3 separate regions of the Pan troglodytes genome follow, and regions 1 and 2 are each linked to region 3. A link is a contact called in public Hi-C data. All regions are on one chromosome and are shown on one strand. The core of a region is the stretch at or near the end of the contact, and the rest is flanking DNA. Distances in the headings are between cores, read along the strand shown. Region 1 has its middle 300 kb from the start of ETS1. Region 2 has its middle 37 kb from the start of ETS1. Region 3 overlaps ETS1 (ETS proto-oncogene 1, transcription factor).

The links. Hi-C and Micro-C count contacts between places; a contact is called where the count stands out from the background.
Region 1: a contact with region 3 is called in a Hi-C map of a lymphoblastoid cell line, with 3 times the contacts expected there. The contact joins two enhancer-like sites. A contact is called at or near these places in 2 of 7 Hi-C or Micro-C datasets (a lymphoblastoid cell line and stem cell-derived neural progenitor cells).
Region 2: a Hi-C map of blood shows a contact between it and region 3, with 2.8 times the contacts expected there. The contact joins two enhancer-like sites. A contact is called at or near these places in 2 of 7 Hi-C or Micro-C datasets (blood and induced pluripotent stem cells).

What each region holds. Positions count from the first base shown.
Region 1 is chr9:130,221,970-130,225,599 of NHGRI_mPanTro3-v2.0_pri, reverse strand. No RefSeq gene overlaps it. Among named protein-coding and RNA genes, the nearest start is that of ETS1, 300 kb to the left of the region's middle. Within about 2 kb of position 1,584, at least 3 of the 24 cell types and tissues checked have an H3K27ac peak or open chromatin away from gene starts, as enhancers often do. A contact at or near this core is called in a lymphoblastoid cell line, where this site is marked.
Region 2 is chr9:130,555,884-130,559,391 of NHGRI_mPanTro3-v2.0_pri, reverse strand. No RefSeq gene overlaps it. Among named protein-coding and RNA genes, the nearest start is that of ETS1, 37 kb to the right of the region's middle. Within about 2 kb of position 1,926, at least 1 of the 24 cell types and tissues checked has an H3K27ac peak or open chromatin away from gene starts, as enhancers often do.
Region 3 is chr9:130,401,144-130,404,835 of NHGRI_mPanTro3-v2.0_pri, reverse strand. The region is part of intron 8 of ETS1 (ETS proto-oncogene 1, transcription factor); the gene reads left to right. Among named protein-coding and RNA genes, the nearest start is that of ETS1, 120 kb to the left of the region's middle. Within about 2 kb of position 1,860, at least 6 of the 24 cell types and tissues checked have an H3K27ac peak or open chromatin away from gene starts, as enhancers often do. A contact at or near this core is called in a lymphoblastoid cell line, where this site is marked.

The sequences.
Region 1 (3,630 bases), core at 335-2,834, 180 kb after region 3:
AAGCCATCACAGAAAGTCTTGTCTAACATTCTTATTTTATAGACAAAGAAACTGAGGCCTGGAGAAGTGCAATGAATTGTCTGAAATCAGAGTTTGCTGTGAATAGAGCAAACATGAGAACTCAGAATTCTCCTAATACCAAGTTTGCTATTTTTTTCTGCCTTAACACAAAGGCTCAGAAACTACATGTTTCAGCAGTAACACTGCAATTCCAGATAGGGGACTTCTCCAATATCCAGGGAGGCTGGATCAGCAGTAACACTGCAGTTCGAGATAGGGGACTTCTCCAATATCCAGGGAGGCTGGATCAGCAGTAACACTGCAGTTCCAGATAGAGGACTTCTCCAATATCCAGGGAGGCTGGATTCTCCCACACATTTCTCAGGAAACACATAAAAGCCTTATCCTCTAGCAACTTGCCTTGGGGGAGGTCTGGAAGAGCTGCTTCCGACCTGACTTGGAGTCTGAGTGAGAAGAAAGCAGCGGGGTATGGCATATTTTGCGCATCAGCTTCTCCCGTTCCCTGAGTGGCATTATCCAGGACTTGCAGGGGGCAGCCCAGCCCTTCTTCTCTTAGAAGCCCCAGCTTGCCGAGGGCCAGTCGGGTCTAACTTCTTGCTCATCATAAGGCAGCACCATGACAGAGAGGAAAGGAAGCTGGAGCTGCTGGAGGCAGGGCTGGGCTCCCGAGCAGGAAGGGCATGCAGTTCCCTGCTTCATGCAGTGTGGGGCTATCCAAAATTATTGTCTAAAATACCCTTCAGAGGAATAGAAATGCCACTGCTGACGTTCTTTACTTTAGGTCTTTAGGGGATTTTAGAATGGAATCTAAAGAAAAATGGAAATGACTCCCCCAGTGGTAATGGTCTCCATGTGATTAGAAGCATGGATAAGGATGAAACTTGGAAAGGGAAAATGATGAGAACCCCCCAAAATCTTGACCTCCTCCATCCTCTTCTTTCTGGCATGTGCTTGTGGATGGACAGACAGATAGCACCCCGCCAACCCACACAAACCTGTGGTGTTGTCTGGAAGACCAGAAGGGGTTGCCTGGGCCTCCTTCATCGGCCACCATCTGGCTTAAGCAAATCTCTCACTCGGAGCCAACACCCTGCCCCTCCCTGTGCCACTTGCGTAGGTGCCCAACAGCTTCAAGATAGGAGCCTCCTTCCTCCCCTGTTGCTCCTCACTTCTGGGGCTCAGCAAGGATGTTCATAGCTCCTAGCCGACCTTCTGCTTCTCCAGGGATGGGTGTGTCTGGCCTGCCACGGTTCCCGTGGACACCGGCAGCCCCCCTTGCAAACTCTGTTCCTGCTCTTCGAGTGCATTCTTGGCCCACACGACCAGCCTCTAAGGTGCCCCCGCTGCAGGAGAGCCTCCCACTCACTGGCTCGCCACTCCGCCTGTGTGCTTCCCAGCCGACCAGGGCGAGTTTTCAGAAAACTATTTTTAGAAAGAGTAACCTCAGAATAAACACCACTCACCAGATGCTGGTGTTTTTCTGGGGCAACCAAGCTGAGGATCATTTGTTTAAAGAGAAAGGTGAAACAGACAACGTTGCTCTTTTGGCCTGGGATGGTTTGCAGACTGCTGGGTTTTACTCCCTCTAGCGGCATGATTTTAGAAGACATGACACTGCCTTGACCCAGACTAATAACCATATTCTATAATGGCCGGGATATTTGAGATAACTCAATTTTACTTGACATTTAGGCTTCTAGTTTGATGCCAAGTAAGGACAGATTTAATCCTAAGTTTACAGGTACAAACATGTGTTAAGACTAATAGGACAAACTCTCTGCATCATTGTCTTATCCCTGCAAGGGTTGATGAATAAAATTCTATTTTGAAAAAGAGATGTTATAGTAAAACTGCTGGATATCTTTGATTACATAAAACTTATTCCCTACAGAAGACCTACATGTAATTTTGTACTATGTATCACTTTCCTAAATAAGTGGATGGGATAGGGAAGAACAAATTAGAAGAGGGACTTGTGAGTCTAATGTTGGCAAGAAAACAGAACAAAACAACATAAAGCCTTCTGATTGTAAGACTTGAGAGACCAGAAACACCTTACTAAGAGGCATCAAAGTGTGTCTCTCTTTGAAAGTTGTAATCGTATTTCTAATCATTATATTTCTTAGTGAATTTGGTACAATCACAAAATGACAACAGAACAAAATGAAATGACTTTTTGTAGACCTTCCTTCTCAATTCCAGGATTCTACAATCCAGCCCCATTTCTCTGATTGGAAGAAAACTGTAAATGAAAAGATTGTCACTGGCCTGAAGACATTAGTCCTCTGATTAGCAGAGCTTATCAGTGTGGAAAATAGTCAATGGACAATGATCTAGTCATATCATAAATGACTGGATTTCTCCTGCAACCTGGGTGTTACTGAGCTGCAGACTAAAACCAAAACGACTGTGGGTGACCAGAGGGAAAACGCTTGAAGTCATCAATCAGTTAAATCATGCTCATATCTCAGCTCATTTTGAGTCAGACTTTGCACATGACAGAACTGCATTCATTCAACAGAAAGCATTCCATTCACAAAGAGTTCAGCTAAACTGACACTTGATTCATTACGAGTTCTTTTGCGGAAGGACTGGTTGGTTTTCCAGAGTAACAGCCTCGTCTCTGACCGCCCTTTTCTCTGTATTCACATTCACCATTTTTGTATGTTTCTGCCCACAGCTTATCCAACTTTCAGCAACTACTGATGGGGAGACTAGAATGCTGGTTTCCCTGTGGCACATGAGTAGTACATGATACTTTTTGTCCTCTAAAGTGGATCGTCACCAAGAACATGTCGGTGCTAATTTCCCTGAAGCATTGGTCTGTTTTCCTTTGCTGCAGTAGAAAGGAAGACCTATATACTATGTTACCCTGAGGGCAACATTGTTCCTGGTTTAAAACCACTGACTTAAGGAGAGGTACTGGGAATGAGAGAGATTTTATTCTTTCTTTTTTTCTGTTTATATTTTTCAACAATTATAGCACACCTAAACTGTGGCGTAGGCCTTGGGGATCAATAGCAAACAATGATAAATTCCTATCGTCAAGTAACTTGTATTCTGGTATATGTGTACAACAGAGACAGATGGTACATAGCAACAAATACATGAGTATTCCTGATAGTGATAATGTTATGAAGACACTAACACAAGGTAGTGAGCAAGGGAGTAACTATGTCAGCATGAACAAAGTGCAGGGACCATGGAGAGCTCTCAGTGCCAGCTCTTGCATTTAGCTGAATCTTGGATCATAGCAGGCAAGAGATAGCCACTGGTGGTGGTGGCCCCGGTGGTGGTGGCAGTGGATGTTGTGAAAGACAGTAATATGACCAAAGTTATGGTTTTACAAGTTTCTTTTGATAGTGATCTGTTTGCAGGATATTGGAAAAGAGCAAAGCCATGGAAACCAAGAAATTGGTTAAGAGGTTGTGTAATTATCAAGAAAAATGGCAATAAAAGCCTGAGCTGGGTGATGGCAGTGGGAATGGAAAGAAAGGACCAATGAGAGAAACTGCGAATAGAAATTTACAGCAGAGTTCACCCGAGTTTTAGATTTAACTGATTATTTTAAAAAATAACCCTGTGTAATTTTGTCCCATGAGGACATTA
Region 2 (3,508 bases), core at 677-3,176, 150 kb before region 3:
CTTACTGTTACAATTATTATCTTAGTGCAAATAGACTAATTACCTTAATTCTTTTTCTTCTCCTTTTTTGTCCTCCCTTTTCTCATTCGTTTTGGTGGCTAGTATTATTTTTGCAAGCTTTGCTGAATCTGGTATTGTGCTTGGCATTCTAGAAAAAAAAAAAAACAGTTTTACATGCTGACTTTTGCCCTATCAAATATCTGCAATGCCTAGATGCAGACCAGGCATTTTGTGTCTGCTGCTGTCTCATTTAAATACCACACACACTCTGTGAGCTAGATGTCTCGTTTTTTTAATTTTCACATGAGAAAGACCAAGGCTTAGCGAGCTTAAATACATTTTTCAAGGTTAGCAGTGGCATAATTTAGACTCAGGTCTCTCTGATCCCAGATCCTGTGCTGGGTTGGACTACCCCACGGAGGTGTAGTCCACAGGGACTCTGTGTGTGGGAGCCGGGCCAGAAGGACTGTGCCACAGCAGCATACTGTGAGGGTTGACCTTTCTGTGCCTTCATGCTCTGTTTGTGGGATGGAAATGGAAACCTTAACTTACAGTCCTCGGGATGGTTGCTAAGGGCAACAGGTTTGTATGAAAGCACCTGCAATTGTTAGACAGAACACAAAAGTAAGATGACTGGGTCTTTTCCACCCTTCTCCAGTCTTATTCCTATCCCACCCTCAAATTTATAGTGCTTTCCTAGTCAGAGAGATTCGCCCCTGGAGAAAGTCAGCTGCAGTTAGACTGATTGCTAGGTAAAAACCAACGGTTTCATATCTTTAAATGGGAGGCAAGAGCAAGTGGGTCTGGTGGACTTAGGTGTGGGAATGTCAGAAACCGCGTGGAGACCAGGTCACACTGAGTGTAGGTTGGGGAAAGCTTGTAAACAGAGCATCCGAGGAAAAGAGAAGTTGCTGGGGGAGGAACGTGACTGCAAGACAGCATTCTCTGGGCTGAGGCAAGCCAAGGTCCAGGCACAGGGGTGTTGAGTGAGCACCCTAAGTGTCGGGATCCTGGTGACAGGCGCATTCTCTGTAACACTCAGCATCACCGAGTGTGGGCCCTCCTGCCCTCTGGGATCCTGTCCTTTATTCCTTTCTTTTCATCCAGACCTAGGATCCACTGGAATTGATCTGTCAGTGCGTGTTTATTAAAGCATCTACTGGGTACAGGACACCGAGAAGATACAGAATTGTAAAACTCTGATCGTGGGCCTTATTCATAAGAAGCTTGGCTAGAAAAACATAAATAATAGATTCCTACACTGACTCACTCTTTTAGCCATTATTTATTGGATGCTTTCTTGTGTTTCAAGGTAAAATGGAGAAACACCAGTGAACAAACAACACGCTGGGGTGTGGTAGTTGTTGCTATTCAGAAAAAGAACACCTGCGGGGGGAAAAGGGTGAGTGGAGGAGGGGATCTGTGAGCTGTTTGATGTAGAGTGGTTGCTGAGCCGGGGGCACCCCTGATGCAAAGTCAGAGCCAAGCTCACACCTTTATTGCTGCCCATGGTGGTGGCAACCTCACTCTCGTTATTGAAACAGGACACGTGGTCTAATTGCTGGCTTTTATTGTCTGAGGTATTTGAAACTTGGTCTTAAAAAATTCAGTGTGGGTTGTTGCCCTACTGAGCTGATTGTGCACCTTAGTTCTATGGTCCCTGCAATGAGCTGCTGCCCTCTGTGAGTTCCCTTCTGGTGATTAAATGGGGGAATAAGTGCAAGAAGGCCGGCTACAGGCAGTAGCAGCTAGTATGTCTTCCTGATTCTCAGTCACCTTCTTTTAGACTGTTTTTTGGTTTCCTGCTGAAAAAAGACAACTGAAGCCAGTCACCCTGCAAGTTCACCGGTGCCTGTCACCTCCCTCTCAGGCCCGGGAGCCCCGCCCCTGCATTGGCATCCCCCCACCCCACCCCCCAACCCCGCTGCCTGCTCTCCTAGGCACGCGGCCTGCCTCGTTGTGAAACTTCTTGTTTGGGGAGTAATCCTATCTCACCCTATCTGCCCCAGTTATGCTGAAGTCAAGCGAGGACTGTTTTGTGAAAGCCGACCGGTGCCCAGAACCCATCTCTGAGTTGCTACCCACCTCTTCTCTTCAAAAACAGGAAGTCACCTCAGGCCAGAGTAAATCAGTCCTAATACCCTGGGGTGTGCATTTTGTTAGAGCTCAGAAGGTTGGTTTAAAACTTGGCAAGTTAGATCATTGGATGTCCTGGGCATGTTCTTTTTGTTTTCTCCCAAGCTTCTTGATTTCTCCTTCGCCCTGACCTTTACTCTTTGATTCAGAGTCAAGCTTCTTGGGTAGACCTTCAAGAAAGGTCAATGGTGGGTTTAGAGCCCCTCCCAGGGATTTGAGGAGCCCATCCTGCAGGGAGACAGTTGACTTTGGGGGTTGGAATAAAGGATAAGGCCCCAGATTCTGGACTCCTTTTTTTTTTAAATCTTATTTGGTTTTTATGTTAGTTTTATGTTAGCTGACACTACTGCCTCACAACTAAAGTGATACATTTATTTATTTTATTAATTAATTATTATATAATGTAGAACAGTCTAGTTTTATTGCTTTTAAGTGATAAAGAGCCTTTCTTTGCTCCCCCCAACCTTTTTTTCTTTTCTTTTTTTGGGACATACATTAAGTTGTGAATCAGATGTTAAGCGATGTGGAGACGGAAGGAAAATTGATGACTTCATAATATTTTTACAACTTTACAACGAATATAAATCTGAGTCTGTTGCATGTACCAGGGTCTAACAAGGGCAGAAAACAAAGGCAAACTCAGGTTGATGAACGCTACGCCTACACACACAGGTGCTGGGGGATGGGGGATAAATTCTTAAATGCAGAAGACCAGCTCAATACATGTGGGCATTTTAGGGTTAACACTGCAAGTAATAGGTTGTGGAAAGCAGGAATGTGGGATGTAAGTTTTGACACAGGTCTCCTTAGCACAGCTGGGGCAATGATGGCCACAAACACAAGAAAAGACAGCGGCTCAAGTCAATGGTAGGCGTGGTACCCTCCGAACTCTCAGGAGTCAATCACAAGGGGCAGGGTGACATCCACCCATCACTTTCCTAAATTCTGCACTTCTAAAGACAATTCAAGGAAGCAAACAATATCTTGGTTTCTAGAAAAGATTTCTGGGTTCTAGGGGACAGAGTTCATAGAATGTGAACATTGATGCCACTACAAAAACAAGTTAAAAAAAAAAAAAATTAAAAACAACCACCTAACCTAAGCAACAGCAAAACTGCAAGGAGCTTTTGGAACAAAGGGCTGTACCCTCAGCCTCAAACTACATAGTCAGGCCTCAAGGTGACCTCTCTGATTACGGAGGCATCACCTTTTCACTACAAAGTGACACATTTATGTATTTCATCATCAAGAAGGAAAATACCAGTTTTGCTTTTTAGGAGGCATGCTTTAACTTTATCCTAAGCTGCTATTGTCATTCGGGGATAGATCAAGACACAGACACAAGGACTCAAGTGGCTGGTGATCAGGGCCA
Region 3 (3,692 bases), core at 611-3,110:
TGCTTGAACCCCAGTTAATGCTGGTGGGACCCATCTCTTTGGGCCCAAACTATTGGCATTTGTGGGGAACGGTGTTGAACTTACTCTAGGTGAGCTCTATACAATACTTAGGTGAAGAATACTTGGTGAGGGACATGAATAACTAAGGAAAAAGGTGCATCGGGAAAAGAGGATCTAAGTCCATCTGTGGCCAAGATTTCCCTAAACCATATATGCCTGTGATACTTTCACTTGCAAAGCAGTTTGCATCTGCTGTCTCTTTTGGTGCGTGTGCACTTTTAACATAGGAACAAGGATTTCAGAGGCTTCCCTAACTTAAAAAAGTCCTAAATGCTTATTCTCATTGAAAATATTAAAAATTTTTACATTCGTATACTGTAACTTTTTTTTCCTTAACCTCCAACTTTCTACTTTTTCAAAGTTGCCATACGAAGGCCAATTTAATCCTTGGAAGTCTAATTAGATTTTTTCTAGTGCTTTTACAATTTTTTTTAAATGCATCTTTTTTCTTGTTTTTTACTGAAAATTGTTTTTAAAAATATATTTTCTGTTGTTTCATTCTTCTTTGTAATTCCATTATTGTATATTCAGTTGCTCCTAAATTGTTCACCTCTTTAAGTGTCTTTCTCTCTCTCTGTCTATATATATGTATATATGCAGATTTTTGTAATAAGGACTTAATTTACATTTTTATAAAGTAAAGAGAAGCAGAGATTACTATTTCCATTTTAGGGAAGGAAAAAGTAAAGCCCAGAGAGATTAAATGAGTTGCATAAGATTGCATATGGTGATTCAGGTAAGAACTGATATCAAAGCCTCGTACCCTCAACTCCCTACCCGGGGCTTTCCCACAGGCATCATATATTTTAATTTTATAGGATGCCGTCATCACTCAGTACTCCACTGCCTGACATGTAAAATGGCTTTTATTTTTAAATTGTTTGACACTCCTCCTCCTTTCGTTTTTGATCTAACATGCAAGAGACATGAACTCGGCAGTCAAAGACTGGTTTTAACTGATTTGAGAGCTGTTTTCTCACTCTTTTTCATGGTTAGATACTGGCTATCTCAGCAACAAATACAAGTTTATAGAGTTGTTGTTTGTTCATCATTGTGTTCAGCAAGTATGCTTTCCAAACACCTGTCAGAATGTTCTTTGTTGTTTGAGTTGAATTATTGGAAGTTATATTCCCAATCACTGCCCTTGAGTTATTAGCCACTGATATAGGAACACGTTTATAGAATATACTGACACACAGTGAGTCTTTAAACCAAGGCCGTATTGGCCAGTTATAGAATGTTATACATGGAGTGTGTTAGAGATGAGATAAGATTGGGTCAGGGTGGGGCAAAGAAAATATACAACTCAGAAGAAATGAGAGGCATAGAACTCAGCCAAAATATCAAGCACTCCTGGCCCTTAATCTTCTTAAAATAATTTTCTCAGGGTCTTGATTGCCAGTCAGTCCAGCAATACAGTTTCTTGAGTTATTCATCCTCAGGCAACAAGACTTTGTGCAGCTTCAGGTTGAGCTTGGTCCAGAGGCCAAGAAACTGTCAGGATGTTTACTGTTTTGTCCTTAAACTTAATGGAAATCAGGAGATTTAGGGGCCTTTGTGGATGGTGATTTAGAAGAGGGTTGACAGAAACGGGTGATACTTGGACTGGGGAGTCACCCACCCCACCCTCAGAGGTGCGTCCTCCTGTGGTAGCATGAAAGGCAGATTGATACACTTGTGAACAGATGGGTCATTTCTGGATTCGAATGTTCTGTTTTTGCCATCATCGTTTGGCTGTGGGTAGAGACACCTGGCTGGAAGGGAGGGGCCAGCAGGCCTGTTCCTCTGTTTTAGGGCCACCTGCCAGATGTGTGCTATCAGGGCAGAGTCAGCCCTATTGCAAGGGTGACCAACCATGAGAGTTTCATAGGTTAAAATAAATGTGGTGTCCTGCCCACACCGAGGTATTTGATTTGACTTTTAGAATAGAGCTAAAGGGATTAGCTTCTTAAAGTAGCAAATTAACTCCCAAAGGACAGGTGGTCATTTTCATTTTTGGGAACACGTTGATGAAATGCAGCCTGAGGGTCACCCATATTGTTTGGCCCCAAATATTGTTTAATAGAGAGAAGCCATTTGAGCGGACTTTCTAATCCTTATGCCTTTCTTCAGAGGAGGTTTGTTTCAGTAATGTAATTTAGAAAATATTTAATGAGTACCTGCTGAAGACAAGCTATCATACCTGGCATTGAGGATATATGGCTCAGTAAGATATAGTCTGTGTTCTCAGGGAGAACATGTCAAATGACACAGTAGTCATTCAACAGCAAAGAATTTTTTGTTTGTTGGTGTTTGTTGGTGAGGCACTGTGCTAGGCTTTGGGTTGAAGCAGTGAAAAAACAAAGTCCTTGTCCTTACAGCATATATTCTAGTGATGGGAGAAATGGACAGAGACCAAACCATTGGGGTGGTCTTGGTGTAAGCCATGTACAATGGAAATATGAGGAGACTGCCTGGGAAGGTGCCTGCCCAGCGTTGACCTCCTTCTGTTTGGAAGAAAACTCCTGTGTTCTCCTCTCAGCGGAGCACAGGTGACAAGAGTGAGAACTTGTGGTTGAAATGGAAATGAGGAAGGAGTAGAAGGAAAAAGTGAAGTTCAACCTGACCCTGTTCACTTGCTGTGAGGATGTCCTTGTCACAGGCAGGCAACTCCCAGACCTGGAAAATGAGAAGAATGATACTGACAAATCGGGAAATGGAAGGGATTTCCATCAAGAGCATGTTACTAACACCTTGTCCTAGCCCATTGCTATATATGTATTTGTGCTGCTCAGTTCTCAGCCTCAGGGCAAGGGACCAGAATAGCAGGGGATTTTTAATAACCAGCTCCTCATTGAGACAGATAGTGGGCCTTGCAGCTCCCAGACAAGGAAATATGACCCAAATGAGCAGGAATTTACTTGAAGCTTTACTTTTTTTAAAAAGTGAGATTGTTGCCTTAGATTTGAGGAGCCTTCGGGGTCCCCTTAGGGGGTGAACATCCTTGGTGTGATTTGCTTTGTAGGCTTGGGAGCTCTCCAAGTTCCCACCTGGTATTTCTTCTTCAGAGCTTGTAGCACGTTCTTCAAATCAGACCTGTCAGTGTGTAGTAAGAACTGTCCTCTTCTCCAGAGGCTGAGAAGAACAAAGCAGTAGAAGGAAATTCCCCTGCAGCCGCCTGAGAGGGAGGGTGGAGAGGGAGCAGACAGCAGGGGGTGTGGAGGCTCCGTGCCATGGGAGATGGGTGTGTGGAGTGTGTGTGTGGTGCTCTCCCGCCCGCATGGCTCTGGAAAGAGACCTCCTTCTAACAGGGACCCCTCTGTTGTTGTGGCTCAGAGCTTCGACTTGAGAAGCATACTTTCCCAGTGATGCCACTGGATTCCTGATGTGTGACACTCCCGGGCAGCGTCGTGAAGGGTGCTGTTGACTGCCTTGGAGATCCCAGACAGGGACACCATTGTGAGTCACATTGAACATGTGAGCTCCCCTTCCCATGACTGGTGCTATTATTAGTACCGTTTTCTGCTCTAGGGGACAAAGGTCACTGGGACCACAGTCCATTTGGGTAGGTGGAAGAGGCTGGGCACAGGGATAAGGGGGAGTTGCAGGGGGAATGGAGGAAGAGGCTTTACAAGTTTAGGATATGTTGGAGC